3 separate regions of the Sus scrofa genome follow, and all the other regions are linked to region 1. Evidence: chromatin contacts called from public Hi-C and HiChIP or PLAC-seq data. All regions are on one chromosome and are shown on one strand. Each heading gives the region's core, a stretch centred on a gene start, on an enhancer-like site or on the middle of the called end of the contact. The rest is flanking DNA. Distances are from core to core; before and after follow the strand shown. Region 1 holds the start of DGKE (diacylglycerol kinase epsilon). Region 2 holds the start of SCPEP1 (retinoid-inducible serine carboxypeptidase). Region 3 holds the start of TRIM25 (E3 ubiquitin/ISG15 ligase TRIM25).

Region 1 (4,592 bases), core at 1,189-3,688:
CTGGCATTGCTGTGGCTGTTGTGTAGGCTGGCAGCTAAAGCTCCGATTGGAGCCCTAGCCTGGGAACCTCCATATGCCATGGGTGTGGCCCTAAAAATACAAAAAAAATAAATAAATAAAGGTGAAGACATTTCCATACATGTGCAGGCTAACAGAGCAGAAGGGAAGCTTTAGAAATCTCATCCAGAGTTCCCGTCGTGGCGCAGTGGTTAACGAATCCGACTAGGAACCATGAGGTTGCGGGTTCGGTCCCTGCCCTTGCTCAGTGGGTTAACAATCCGTCGTTGCCGTGAGCTGTGGTGTAGGTTGCAGACTGGCTCGGATCCCGAGTTGCTATGGCTCTGGCGTAGGCCAGTGGCTACAGCTCTGATTAGACCCCTAGCCTGGGAAACTCCATATGTCGCAGAAGTGGCCCAAAGAAATAGCAAAAAGACCAAAAAAAAAAAAAAAAAAGAAATCTCATCCAACCATACCATGTGACAGGTGAGGGTCTTGAGGCCCAGAGAGATGACCTGACCTGCACATGAGACTCAGTTAGATGTGGGAGGGCAGGGGTCTGATCCTGGCCATCCTCTCAAAGCCATTTAAGGCTCGTCCAATTTCACCACATGCCCTCCTCCACCGACCTTCACAATCTAGATTGTCTAATATTTCAACATTGCTGCTCAAAATATGTCATGGGGACTATTAGCATCAGCATCCCTTGCCCAGTTACTAGAAATGCAGACTTTCTGGGAGTTCCCTGGTGGTCTAGCAGTTAAGGATTTGGCATTGTCACTGCTGTGGCTCAGTTTCCATCCTTGGCTGGGAACTTCTGCCTGCACGGTCACGGCAAAGAAAGAGGGGGAGAGAAGGGGGGGGAGGGAGGAAATGCAGACTCTCAGGCCTCTTCCTGAAAAGGGGAATCAGAATCTGCATTTTAACTAAATCTCCAGGGAAAGTTTCTTAGAAAAGTAACAAAACAAGAGAAAAATCTCTCTTTGATGGTTTAGATTCAAGCTAACTTGGATGATTAAGTTAAATAAAGGGCTCTGAGTCCCAACATTGACTTTGTGACATCAAGCATGTTTCTCAACCTCTCTGTACTCGGTTTGCCTCATCCATAAAAGGGGGGTGATAAATTTAGCAAGGCGCCTAGTAAGTGCAGAAATGGAAGCTGGGATGCAGTAAGCCATTACGAATGGCGCCAAAAAATTCTTCCTGTAGGCATGTTTCAACAGGCCTGCCGCTCTGGGAGAGCTGGGGCTTCTCGCAAGTACTTGGCACACAGTAAGTCCTCAGATATTATGTGTTTAATAAGTAACTAGCGAGAGCGGAGGTGACAGCTATCAATTTTTTGCCTGGGATTGTCCCATTCTATCAAGATATCAAACTCTCGAAACTTCCAGTTTTCTCCTTTTCAATGTTTAAAACCGTACCAGCTCCACCTCTCCCAGGCAGTAAGGAGAAGGGCTTATGCAAACTTAACTCCTCCTGTGTATATCATTCATGTTAGAACATTCTATGATTAGACTTAGAGATCTCAACTCACCATCAGCTCTGGCATTCCCACCTTATTGTTACCCAGCCCACAGTTCTACCTAAGCCACGCCCACAGATCCGCCCCTCTCGCTCAAGCTCCTCCCTCTCCCCAAGGCCCCGCCCCCTACGGCCCCTCAGCCTTTTCTTCGCACCTCCCACCTCCGCTGAGCCCCGGAGCTCTCGCCGCAGGCCCCGCCCCCGCCCGCCGCCACAGTGGGGCCGGCCTCTTCATTGACGTCGGTCCCTAAGCCTGGCAGGTCTAGCGGAGCCGCTAGGACGGAAGGAAGGCCCGAGGCCTGGCCCACGGGCCGCGCGACTACCCGAGACGAGGTAGGGCCGGAGGGGCGGGCGCGGCGGAGGCCCTGGTCCCCGAGGCCTCGCGAGATGGGCGGGACTGGGCGGTGGGCAGGGGCTGGCGGGCGGGAGGCGGTGCCCGGCCCGAAGCGGTCGGAGATGTCTGTTTGCTTCCCGGCGCCGGGGAGAGGCGAGCAGGCCTGGACTAACCGTTACAGAAGCTGGCCGGCGCCGCGCGGCCCACGCGTGCCGTCGCGCCCAAAGCCCAGAGCTTCACGCCAGCTCCTCCGTGCGGAGCTCCCCATATGTTGTGATTGCGCCCTTTCCGGTGCCGGGGGAGGTGAGGAGGCGGCGGCCGGGGCCGAGGGGGAGGGAGGGGACGAAGCGTGACAAGCGCTGGGTGCCACCCCCTCTGCGCGGCAGGTCCGCGGCCCGGCGACCCGGAGCCTCTGGGGTTGCCCTGCGGAGAAGAAGGTGCGCGTGCCGCTCCTTAGAGCGAAACCACCTGGACAGACGGCGACCTCAGGATCCCCTAAAAGGCAGGGAAGAGAGGAGGACGGGGTCAGCGATCCCAAAGTGGACCTGCCCGTGTTTCTTCTAGTTAGAAATCGACCTTGGAGAAGATGGAAGGGGAGCAGCGGCCGGCGCCCTACCAGGGCCTGTTCGCGGACGGGCACCTGGTCCTGTACACGCTGTGCTCGGTGTTGCTGCCGGTGTTCATCACTTTCTGGTGCAGCCTCCAGCGATCGCGCCGGCAGCTGCACCGCAGGGACATCTTCCGCAAGAGTAAGCACGGGTGGCGCGACACGGACCTGTTCAGCCATCCCACCTACTGCTGTGTGTGCGCGCAGCACATCCTGCAGGGCGCCTTCTGCGACTGCTGCGGGCTGCGCGTGGACGAGGGCTGCCTCAAGAAGGCCGACAAGCGTTTCCACTGCAAGGAGATCATGCTCAAGAATGACAGCAGGGCCCTGGACGCCATGCACCACCACTGGATCCGGGGTAATGTCCCCCTGTGCAGTTACTGTGTGGTTTGCAAGCAGCAGTGCGGCAGTCAACCCAAGCTCTGTGATTACAGGTACGGCCTTTGTGGGTACTGATTGTTACAGAATGCTTGGTGGGGTCAGGATTCTACGAGTGGGCATAGAGGCCTGCTTTGATCTCCACAAATGGCCTAAACTGGCCACTTTGAGGAAACAAGCTAATAAATAGCCCTGATATTGTAGATCGAGGCAGCTTGGCAGAAGTCATTTGTGAGATGGTGCATCTAGGCTACACTCCTTAGCCAACCTGCCGTTTTTGGTAAAAATAAAACTTGGTTCTTGACTTTCATCCAGGCAGTCTAAGTGCTGCCCACTTTGTAGGCACTGTATGTTATATCCTAGCTTTTGTTACTACTGACTCAGGCTCCATTTTGCATAAGGAAAAATGAAGTATGGACAAATTATCTTTTCACTAGAGTCACAAGACTGATTCATCTTGTGTGTTGCATTGTGAATGTACAATGAAAACAAGTTTCATTCCAGGTCAGCCCTTTAAGTATCTAATATAGGTTTGGTGCCCTAGTGAAATGTACTCTAAAAGAACACTTAAAGTGATATTCCTTTTGCCAGATGGTCTTTCAGGACTAGCATCTTAGACAAGTGACTTTAAACCAAGAATAATTTAATAGCTTTTAAATACACACTGGACAGCACATTGGGGTACTTAAACATTGTCTGAAAACAAGTGACGGTGTCCTTTGCACATGGTAGAGATTGGTAATAAAAGGGGGTGCTGCTTTGCAGGGGGTGCTGCTTTGCAGTTTATCTCTTTGAACTTATTTTACATTTGAGAGAATTATAGTTCAGCGGGTTTTACTCAGTGGTAAAGTAGAACTGCATCCAGCATTTCTAACTCCCAGGACAAGGTTAGGAATACTAAGCCCCCCCGCCTTATCTCCTGCCTTAAGACTAGACATCTTCATTGTGATTGGCCTGTTTCTGACAAGTTGAAAAGTCCCTAAACATATTTAAGAACAGAAATAGAACTTGCATGAGATAGCAAGTTACTTTTTTTTGTTTCTGTTTTATTTTATTTAAATGTTCTTTTTTTGGAATTCCTGTCATGGCTCAGCAGAAATAAATTCGACTAGTATCCATGAGGATGCAGGTTCGATCCCTGGCCTCACTCAGTGGGTTAAGGATCCGGCACTGCCGTGAACTGTGGTGTAGACTGGCAGCTATAGCTCCGATTCAACCTCTAGCCTGGGACCCTCCATATGTCGAGGGTGCGAAGACAAAAAAATGAATAAATGAAAGTGCTTCTCTTAAATGAGCATGGTCTAATAGTATCCACATTTATTTTTAAATCTTAAATAATTTTACACATCAGATGTAGACTTAAAAATTTTCCGAGAAATATATTTTAAATATCTGCAGTTTTATAACCATTCATTTTTATGTTCTCTCTTTCAAATTTGGATCTCCTTTTGCCATCAGTGAAAGCTAGGTTATCAGTATCTTTAAAAATTTCATAATTCTCTCCCTAGGTAAGCTTTAGTCTTAGAGAATTGAGATTAGTTGGAAAGAAGACACGAATTGAGTATTATTTTATTTCCTCCCCCTCTTTGTGTCTGTGCAAAATTGGATTAAAATGGCTTCTATAAATATCTTCATTGCATTTCGTATACTTCTTAAATAATCACAGTGCTCTAATTCTCCAACCAAATGGTCTTTCTAGAAATGCATATCTGATGGAGTCCCTGCTTGGTTTAAAACCCTTCAGTTACCCACATC
Region 2 (4,592 bases), core at 1,220-3,719, 120 kb after region 1:
GCAATCTATACCACAGTGCACAGCTCCTCCCAACCCCCACCAGTTAACCCAATGAGCAAGGCCAGGGATCGAACCCACATCCTCATTGATGCTAGTCAGATACTAACCCACTGAGCCACCATGGAAACGCCCCCAAATTTTTTTTAGTTAAGGTTGGTGCTTTTTTTTTTTTTTTCCTGTTTTTGACCATAACTGCAGCATTTGAAAGTTCCTAGGCTGGGGATGGAATCTGAGCCACATCTGCAACCTACGCCACAGCTGTAGCAATGCCAGATCCTTAACCCACTATTCCAGGCTAGCGATCAAAGCAGCAATGCCTTAGAGACAAGACAGATCATTAACCCACTGCACCACAGCAAGAACTCAAAGGCATGTACTTTTTTTTTTTTTTTTTGTCTTTTTGCCATTTTGGGGCCACTCCCGTGGCATATGGAGGTTCCCAGGCTAGGGGTTGAACCAGAGCTGAAGCCACTGGCCTACGCCAGAGCCACAGCAACGTGGGATCCAAGCCGCATCTGAAACCTGCACCACAGCTCATGGCCAACGCCAGATCCTTAACCCACTGAGCAAGGCCAGGGATTGAACCTGCAACCTCATGGTTCCTAGTCGGATTCACTAACCACTGAGCCACGATGGGAACTCCAAGGCATATGCCTTTTTTAGACATAATGCTATTGCACACTTAATAGACTATAATATAGTGTAGGCATAACTTTTATTGCACTGGGAAACCCCAACACCTGGGTGGCTCTCTTTATTGTGATATTCCCTTTATTGTGGTGGTCTGGAACCAAACCATATCTCCGAGGTATGCCTGTGCAATGTAAATGCTATGTACATAGCTGCCTGAATGCAGCAAATTCCAGTTCTGCTTTTAGTAACTTTCTAGAATTTTTTTTTTTTTTTTTTTTTTTTTTTTTTTTTTTCTATATTTTTCCTACCCCCCCCCCCCCCCCCCCCCCCCCCCCCCCCCCCCCCCCCCCCTTTTTCCAAATATTTTTGATCTACTGTTGGTTGAATTCACAGATGTGCAAATCACAGATGTAGAATAGTGAGCAAGGGCAGACTGTAATAACCTTGGCAGCTTTTAATGTAATAGTATCACTCCTGTTAATGTAATAGTATCACTTCTATTTTACCTTAGAGAAATAATTCCAGTATGAAAAATACCATCTGAAAAAATATAGGTATTATAGTGTTATTTTGCTGTGAAAAAGTGAAGCTCTAGAAGTCTAACTATGGACTAGTTATGTGTATGTGAGACCCTGGCAACGCAAGACTTTGAATCTTTAGATACCAAAAGTGTAGATTAATGTTTGTTACGAAGTTACTTCTGTTTGCCTAAGGGTGTACCTTTTATATACAGTGTATCTCTCAAATGTTTTTTCCAGAGGCTATCACCAATACCAGCATTATAGGATTGTAAGCATTCAAGGAGCACCCCACATTAAAGCTTAAGAGAACCTGGTTGCATATTTCTTTTTTCTGGCCCAAATCTCAGCACCGTCCCCCTTCATTCCCAGGGCTCTGTCATTTCACAAGGCTGCAGATAAAAACCTCTGTTTTTGATGGCAGGGGCAGAGGGCTAGGGAGGGGGATGGGAAAGGCAGAGATGTCACCTGTCCTTTGTTTTTCTGTCCTGTGCACTTTTGAAACAGAGTATTTAGAAGTAATCTGTCCCTCATACAGCCCTGCTTGCTTCCTAGCTGAGGTTAAGTTACTCAGGACACCCTAAGATAAAAATGACCTTTAGACACACACACACACACACATGAAAATATCTCTACCATCCTTTCCCTCCCTTCTCCTTCCCAAACCTGTAATTCCCACTTTTAAATGACGGCTGTGAAGGTAATGTTAACAACACAGAATTAGGCCAATAACAATTTATCGAGAAAAAAAAAACAGAATAAAACATTTTATTATTGTATTTCAAATGATGATGTAAAACATTAGAGACAAAAAATAATCCCAAATGCCGACAATGGTTATGTAGGATCTAAAATTTTCCCAATTTTCCAAAATGACCGTAATATATGTAATGTTATAGGAAAAACAATTTAAAAAATAAATCTGGGAAAATGGAATCCCCCAGTTACCAATGACCAGTTGATCAGGCTTAACTTGATTTGGGGCAGATGCAGCAGTTTGAAATGCCAGGTCTTTTGTTGAGGAGGGAAGAGATGGGCGGGGCAGGAAGGACGGTCCTCCTGATAATTTTTCTGTAGCGTCTCACTCCTGTTACACAACCCAGGTCAAATCAATGCATTAAACACCTCTTCTTTTCTGCTTGTCCTCAAAACGGCAAAGAAAGACGGGTAAGGTAAAAAGAACATCCAGGCGGCGCCGCTGCACGGATCCCTGTGGGCCCGCTTGGCAGAGGGCACGTGGGACTCTCCTGGCCCAAGTCACCGCATAAGCCCCGCCCCTAGACCAGACCCCGCCCCTGCCCACCCGCCCAGGCCCCGCCCAGCCTTGTCCCGCCCTCCACGATCACGTGGTGGGGCGCAGGGTCCAGCCTTGTAGTTGATGCTGACGCCCGGTATTCGCCATGGAGCTGGCGCAGCGGAGCTGTCCCGTGCCGTTGCTACTGCTGCTTCTGGGCCTGAGCACCGGTAGGTTCGGACAAAAGGTCCATCAGCGGCTGGTGCCTCCTCTATCCAGGGATGAGAATCTTTTAGTGGATTTGTGCTTTTTAAAGCATATTCCTTTCCCCTTGTTTCTGCTTTGCATAATTATTTTGCTTTTGAACTTCACTCTTTTTTTTTTTTTCTTTCATTCAAAGTTCTTTTTCTACTTTATTTTCTGGCCCTAGGTGGTCTGTGCTTCCTTTTTTCCCCCGCACCTATGTAGAAGCAGTTTCTCAAAGATTAGGAGAAGCTGCTGATCAATGCGATTTCCATGCTCTTAAGGCCATCTCCCTTTTCCTGTCGTGACTGACTGATAAATGAGGTTATAAGGTCTTTTTACTTTGAACTGAACTGAAACACATGGTCCAAACGGCCCTGAAAAGTCCTACCACGAGTGGGGCATTTCACTGAGATTAAACTTTCTTCCTCTGTTTGATCAGAACAGACAGGATAATAGCTCCCCTCACCGCAGTTCTTTCTGGCAAAAACAAATTCGTGTTAAATAGGATGACTTGCACATTGATTTTAAGTCTTTTTTGCAAGCAAAATGACTCCTGGCCTGAATCAAGAACTGAGAATTCCTTCTGGCCATAAACTTGCCTTGTGATCTTAGGCAAGTTGCTTAACTTGCTTTCCCTTCTGTAAAACGGGGATCTCGTGACCCTTCAGCTTGTGTCAGGGAAATGGCAACTAGGTCGCCCCCCATATTTTAACAGTGATCACTGGCAGGAAAGGGAGAAGTGCTCGGGGTTAGGTCAAAAGGGACCAAGCCTTATTTGTCATTATCAAGGGAACTGTAATCTTGTGTTACTTGTATGTAGCACCTTATAGCCACATCTGTAATAAATATTCTAACTATTCTGTTTTGTTCATCCAACCACTTTCTGGTTGTCCATCCTTATCAAGTTACAAAATAGTATTGTCTCCTCATCTACTCCCTTCTCTCCTTTTTGGGACCAGTTTTTGTCCTTTTGCTTGCCACGGGAACATGAAATTCAAAAAAGGAGGAAGTAGAGACAGAAAAACTCCGGTCCCCAAGGGTTCCTCTCTCATCACGTTTTGACATCAGCCTTTTTTCCCACAGAGTAGTCTTTGAGAAAAAAGATACTTGGAAGTTGTTAAGTCAGCAGAAGTGAAATAGAAAAATGTGTTTAACAGCTCTCTTGTGGAGCAGTGAGTTAAGGGTCTGGCATTGTCACTGCAGTAGCTCAGGTCTCTGCTATGGCTTGGGTTTGATCCTTGGCCCTGGAACGTCCATATGTTGCAGGTGTGGCCAAAAAGAAAAAAAAAAGAAAAAAATGTGTCCCACCTACTCTTTTTTTGTTGTTTGTTTTTTGTCTTTTGTCCTTTTTTTTTTTTAGGGCCACACCTGCAACATTTGGAGGTTCCCAGGCTAGGGGTCCAATCGGAGCTGTTGCTGCAGGCCTACACCACAGCCACAGCAATGCCAGATCCAAGCTGCGTCTGTGACCTACACCACAGTTTATGGCAACGCTGGATCCTTAACCCACTGAGCGAGGCCAGGGATGGAACCTGCAACCTCATGGTTCCTAGTCGGATTCATTTCTGCTGCGCCATGACGGGAACTCCCACCTACTCTTTTCTGATGTATGCTTTACAGGTGCTAGAAAAGTTAGCTAAGGAAAATTGGAGTTGTGGGATGAAATAATCTAGATATGGCTTTTGATAAATTTTCTGCCAAATTGCCTTCCCAGGAAATTATGCTGACAGTGCTGAGGGCTCGTCTCCTGTCTCCTTGTGGACACGGGACCCCTGCATTGTCAAATAAGCAAAGATTTTTTTAGTGATCTCATTATTGTTTTAATTTTAACTTCTGTGTTTATTAGTGATGTTAAACATTCTTTCACATATTTATCAGGCATTCATATTTCCTTTTTCTTTTTTTTTGAAGTGTATTTTCTTTTCTTTTTTTTATTTCCCCAATATATTATTTTTTTCTAC
Region 3 (4,592 bases), core at 592-3,091, 70 kb after region 1:
TCACCGGCCAGGCACTGCCTGAGGCCTGGTTCCTGGGACTCAGGGAGAAAGTCCACAGGAACCCAGGGCAGACTGGAGAAGCAGACCAGGCCAGGGGTGGGCTGTGGCCAGTTGGGAGCAAGGCCTGCACCCAGGTCCTGGTGCCACAGGGCTTATATCTCCTTTGCCAGCATAAGGACAGCCCTTCTTGCTCCCCTTAACAAGTCCTCATGAGAGAAAGGAAATCAGGCCTCACTTTTGAGCTTAGATAACAAAACTTTGCCTACACCTTTTCAGCCTCTGCCTTGAGTCCACAGGGAGAAATTATGATCCCAAAACCACTGAAAGCATCACAGATCCAAAAGCCCTCTTAAGAATCCACCTGGCCCCACCTCCTCGCTTTAGGAATGAAGACCAATCCCGGACTGAAAAGTGGCCAGGCAGGAGAGAGGGCTCTATGGCGCAAGAGTCTGGCTCTCCCTGTGCATCATATCCAAGAATTCCTGGGACGCTGCCCACCCTTCCACTCAACACGATCCTCCCTGGTCACTAGAAGTCTCTGGCTCACCAAAGGCTTTTTCGCACATGACCCCCAACAAACCTCCAGAAGTGTCTCACACTCTGAATGTTGCGGACTTGGTTTTGAGGCTGGTCCATGGGGAGAAAAGGCAACTGTGGAGGCAGCCCAGATGGCAGCTCAATTCCCCCTTGGCCACTTGGGTTAGCTCAGGCTAAATGACCTTCTCTGAACCTCCACTTCCTCAGCTGTAAAATGGAACTCATGGTACCCACCTCCCAGGTGCTATCAGGATTTATTGAGAGAACAGAGGTAACCTCCAGCACTATATCTGACCTTCAAAACCCTCTTCTAAACATCATCAGACAAGTGCTAGGCTTAAGGCAAGCATGAGTCTTCAGTGGTTCCCTTTGTAAAATGGGTGAGTGGGGTGGGCATAGGGGAGGTGAACCCGGAATGAGAGGAAGTTTGTACCTTCTCCCAGCCCCTTTCTACCCTGAAACCCCCAAGCCCCTGCCCCATCTCAGGCCCAGCAAGGCCCCTCCCTCGCCCCGGGGTGATCCAAGGTAGCCCACTGTGGTGCCCTCTGCACAACCCAGTAGCCCCAGGCTGCCCCTCTGTGCCCTGGGCCACCACTCCTACCTCCAGGTCGGTGCTGGCCTGGCTCAGGGGTGCAGGCGAGCAGGTCTTGTGCTCCACCAGGCAGACGTGGCAGATGCACTCGCTGTGCTCAGGGCAGAAGAAGTCTCGAAGCCGGTTGTGCTGGGGGCACTTGCGGCGCATCAGGTCTCGGACTGGCGGCTGCAGCGGGTGGTCCCGGAAGGCGGGGCTGTCGAGGTGCGGCCTCAGGTGTTCCTGGCAGAAGGAGGCCATGCACACGAGACAAGTCTTGACGGCGGTCGCCTGTAGGCAGTGGTCACAGGCCACTTGGCCGGCCGGGCTGGAGGCGGCGGCGCGGGCGGGCGGCGTCCAGCCATCGCTGTCGAGGACCGCGGGCCGGGCTTGCTCGGCCTGCAGGAACTGCTCCACCACCGCGCACAAAACGGTGTTCTTGCGCAGCTGCGGCCGCGTCTCGTAGCCCGTGCGACACTGCGGGCACAGGTACGGCGGGCCCTGGACGGCCCACGTCTCATCCAGGCACAACCCGCAGAAGTTGTGGCCGCACGGCGTGGTGACCGGCACCTTGAAGGGCTCCAGGCAGATGGAGCATGACAGCTCCTCGGCCAGGGGGCACAGTTCCGCCATGGCGCTCCGTGAGGGGACCCGACGTGACGCGCGGGAACTGCCGCGACTGCTGCGCTATCGCCCCGATGCCTCCAAGGAAACGAAACTGAGCTGCAGGAGGGGCGGTCCCCCGGCCTTTCAGGAAGTCACGTGGGGTAGGGTGGGGTTGAGCGCGGAGGTGGAACGGGCCCCATGGGGTCCCGGGGCGGGCGGGGTCCAGGGGTCGCTGAGGTCCGACTGGCGACGTTCGAATCCCGGTGGCTCCCGCGGAGTGTGGGTACGGGGCGCTGGGCTCAGGGTTTCAGACGAGACTCTGGACCACCAGGGGGGATCTTACGGCCCCTCTGCGGATGAGAAAACTGACACGTTGCGTGGAGAACCCGGGATCCCAGCAGTCAGGGGACTGACTACAGCACAAACGCGCCTGGATCTGATCCGTTCCTTCCGAAAACTCGTCCAGACCCAAGTTGTCCCACCGCCCCCGCGAGCAAGGCTGTCTCATCAAGACAGGTCTTTCAAAAATAACTGTGGGAACAGTAAAGTATTCGCTGCCTTTTCTTATTTAAAAAAACCCCATCCTTCCTCTTCCCTGGTCCTGGGCTCTGGCATATCGGCCTTCAATCTCTGCAGGCAGGGTCACACCCGGGGGTAATGTCAGTAGAATCTGTAGTAATCACCGCTCTCTCATTCCTGATCTAAGTAATCTGGGTTTCCCTTCTTTTCTTAAGCCATCTAATAGATTTTATGGATTTTATTAATTTTTTCCAAAAATCCAACTTTTGGCTTCTCTGCTCTTTTTTTCATTGATTTCTTCTCATGTCTCTTATTTCCTTCTATTTACTTTTGGTTTAATTTGCTCTTTTTCAAATTCGTTAAGTTGGCACATTGGATCGCTGCTGTTAAACTTTTTTCTTTTCTAATATAAATGTTTACAACTATAAATCTAGATTGTCAATCTCCCTTGGCCTGCAGAAGTTACAGCGCCAGGGACTGAATCTGCACCACAGCTCTGACAACGCCAGATCTTTACCCTGCTGCACCACCCAGGAACTCCATCCACAAGTTTTGATATATGTGTTTTCATTATCATTTCACTCAAAATATTTTTTTTTTTTTTTTTTTTTTTTTTTTTGCCTTTTCTAGGGCTGCTCCCGAGGCATGTGGAGATTCCCACCCAGGCTAGGGGTCGAATCGGAGCCGTAGCCTCTGCCTCCGCCAGAGCCACAGCAACGCGGGATCCGAGACGCGTCTGCAACCTACACCACAGCTCACGGCAAGGCTGGATCCTTAACCCACTGAGCAAAGCCAGGGATCGAACCCTCAACCTCATGGTTCCTAGTCGGGTTTGTTAACCACTGTGCCACGACGGGAACTCCCACTCAAAATATTTTCTAATTTCCTTTGTTATTTATTTGTAATTACTTATAAGGAGATGGCTTCATTTCCAAATATTTAACACTTTCCTGGGTATCTTACTGTTACTGATTTCTAACACAATTCTATTTGAGCCAGCTCTACGACCTAAGATGTTTGTCTTTTGAAATAGGTTGAGACTGACAGGATGTTAATATCTCCGATATGATAACAGCTTGTCTCCTTCTCACTTTGTATTTGTGCCCCCTCCCCAAGTATTATAAGCTTTGTTATTAGGCACTATTATGCCCTGAATTGTATCCTCCCAAAATATATGTTCAAGTCCTAACCCCTGGTATCTGTAAATATGACCCTATTTGAAAATAGTTTTGCTGTTGTAATCAATTAAGATGGAAAATGCCATCTGGAGACAAACACAGATGACACCGAAGGCAGAGCTGTAGCTGCAAGCCAAGGGACACCAAAGATCACTGGAAAATCATTATAAGCTGGGAAATGTTGGAGACCACGGAACAGCAGAACTCTGCAGAAGGCAAATATCTATGGACTCAGAGTTTTAAGTACAGAGTCTCCTTCAAAGACAAGGTGAAGGACTTATGCATTAACCATGTTATTCTATAAACAGCTCCACTATGTCCTAAGGCTACCCCCTTTGCTATTACTAAGATGAGAATCTCGTTATTGCCAATGCCTCTCTCTGCCCACTAATCTTGTCACCTTTCTTAATCCCCTTAATAATAATAATCTCATCACCTTCCTTAATAAAAATCATGTGGGCTAAAGCCTAGGCGCCTCTGTTCTACGGAACGGAGTGCCCCCTGGTCCCCCACTTTCTAAATGTAAGAGTCTTGTGTGTTCTGTTTATATCACGCTGTCCCTCTTCTCTTCCAGGATTCCCCGTTTCCCTGCAGCGCTGGATGCAGCAAGGAAAAAGCAAGAAAGATTTTCCTGCAGGTCCCAGAGGAAGCATGGCCCTCTGACACCTTGATTTCAGACTTTTAGCCTCTAGAACTGTGAGAGAATAAATTTCTGTTTTAAGTCTCCTTGTTTGTGGTGCTTTGTTATAGCAACCCTAGGAAATTATTTATTTATTTATTTATTTATTTATTTTATCTTTTTGCCATTTCTTGGGCCGCTCCCTCAGCATATGGAGGTTCCCAGGCTAGGGGTCAAATCGGAGCTGTAGCCCCTGGCCTACACCCCAGCCACAGTAACGAGGGATCCGAGGCGAGTCTGCAATCCATACCACAGCTCACAGCAATGCCAGATCCTTAACCCACTGAGCAAGGCCAGGGATCGAACCCGCAACGTCATGGTTCCTAGTTGGATTCATTAACCACTGAGCTGCGATGGGAACTCCAACCCTAGGAAATTAATACAAGTACACACACATCACAGATTTGATATATTTCTTATTAAAAGTCGCCCCTTATCTCTCACAATAATCTTTCACTTAAAATCTACTTTGTGGGGAGTTCCCATCGTGGCGCAGTGGTTA

What was found. Hi-C and Micro-C count contacts between places; a contact is called where the count stands out from the background. HiChIP or PLAC-seq counts read pairs in DNA pulled down with a chosen protein or histone mark.
Region 2: an H3K27ac HiChIP or PLAC-seq map of alveolar macrophages shows a contact between it and region 1. The contact joins the promoter of SCPEP1 here to the promoter of DGKE in region 1. A contact is called at or near these places in 1 of 5 promoter capture datasets (liver), 3 of 47 Hi-C or Micro-C datasets (heart right ventricle, liver and skeletal muscle) and 1 of 2 datasets of contacts at active chromatin or transcription factors (alveolar macrophages).
Region 3: a Hi-C map of liver shows a contact between it and region 1, with 3 times the contacts expected there. The contact joins the promoter of TRIM25 here to the promoter of DGKE in region 1. A contact is called at or near these places in 2 of 5 promoter capture datasets (fetal liver and liver), 13 of 47 Hi-C or Micro-C datasets (alveolar macrophages, embryonic fibroblasts, heart right ventricle and 6 more) and 2 of 2 datasets of contacts at active chromatin or transcription factors (alveolar macrophages and skeletal muscle).

What each region holds. Positions count from the first base shown.
Region 1 is chr12:33,139,769-33,144,360 of Sscrofa11.1, forward strand. It overlaps DGKE (diacylglycerol kinase epsilon), which reads left to right and starts at 2,439. Exons shown (of 8, transcript NM_001167645.1): 1 at 2,439-2,893. The coding sequence starts at 2,439.
Region 2 is chr12:33,263,040-33,267,631 of Sscrofa11.1, forward strand. SCPEP1 (retinoid-inducible serine carboxypeptidase) reads left to right here and starts at 2,470. Exons shown (of 13, transcript XM_005656968.3): 1 at 2,470-2,615. The coding sequence starts at 2,552.
Region 3 is chr12:33,210,599-33,215,190 of Sscrofa11.1, forward strand. TRIM25 (E3 ubiquitin/ISG15 ligase TRIM25) reads right to left here and starts at 1,842. Exons shown (of 9, transcript XM_005656971.3): 1 at 1,139-1,842. The coding sequence starts at 1,741. It overlaps LOC110256032 (a long non-coding RNA gene), which reads left to right and starts at 1,894. Exons shown (of 3, transcript XR_002337192.1): 1 at 1,894-2,230; 2 at 3,484-3,679; 3 at 3,986-4,137.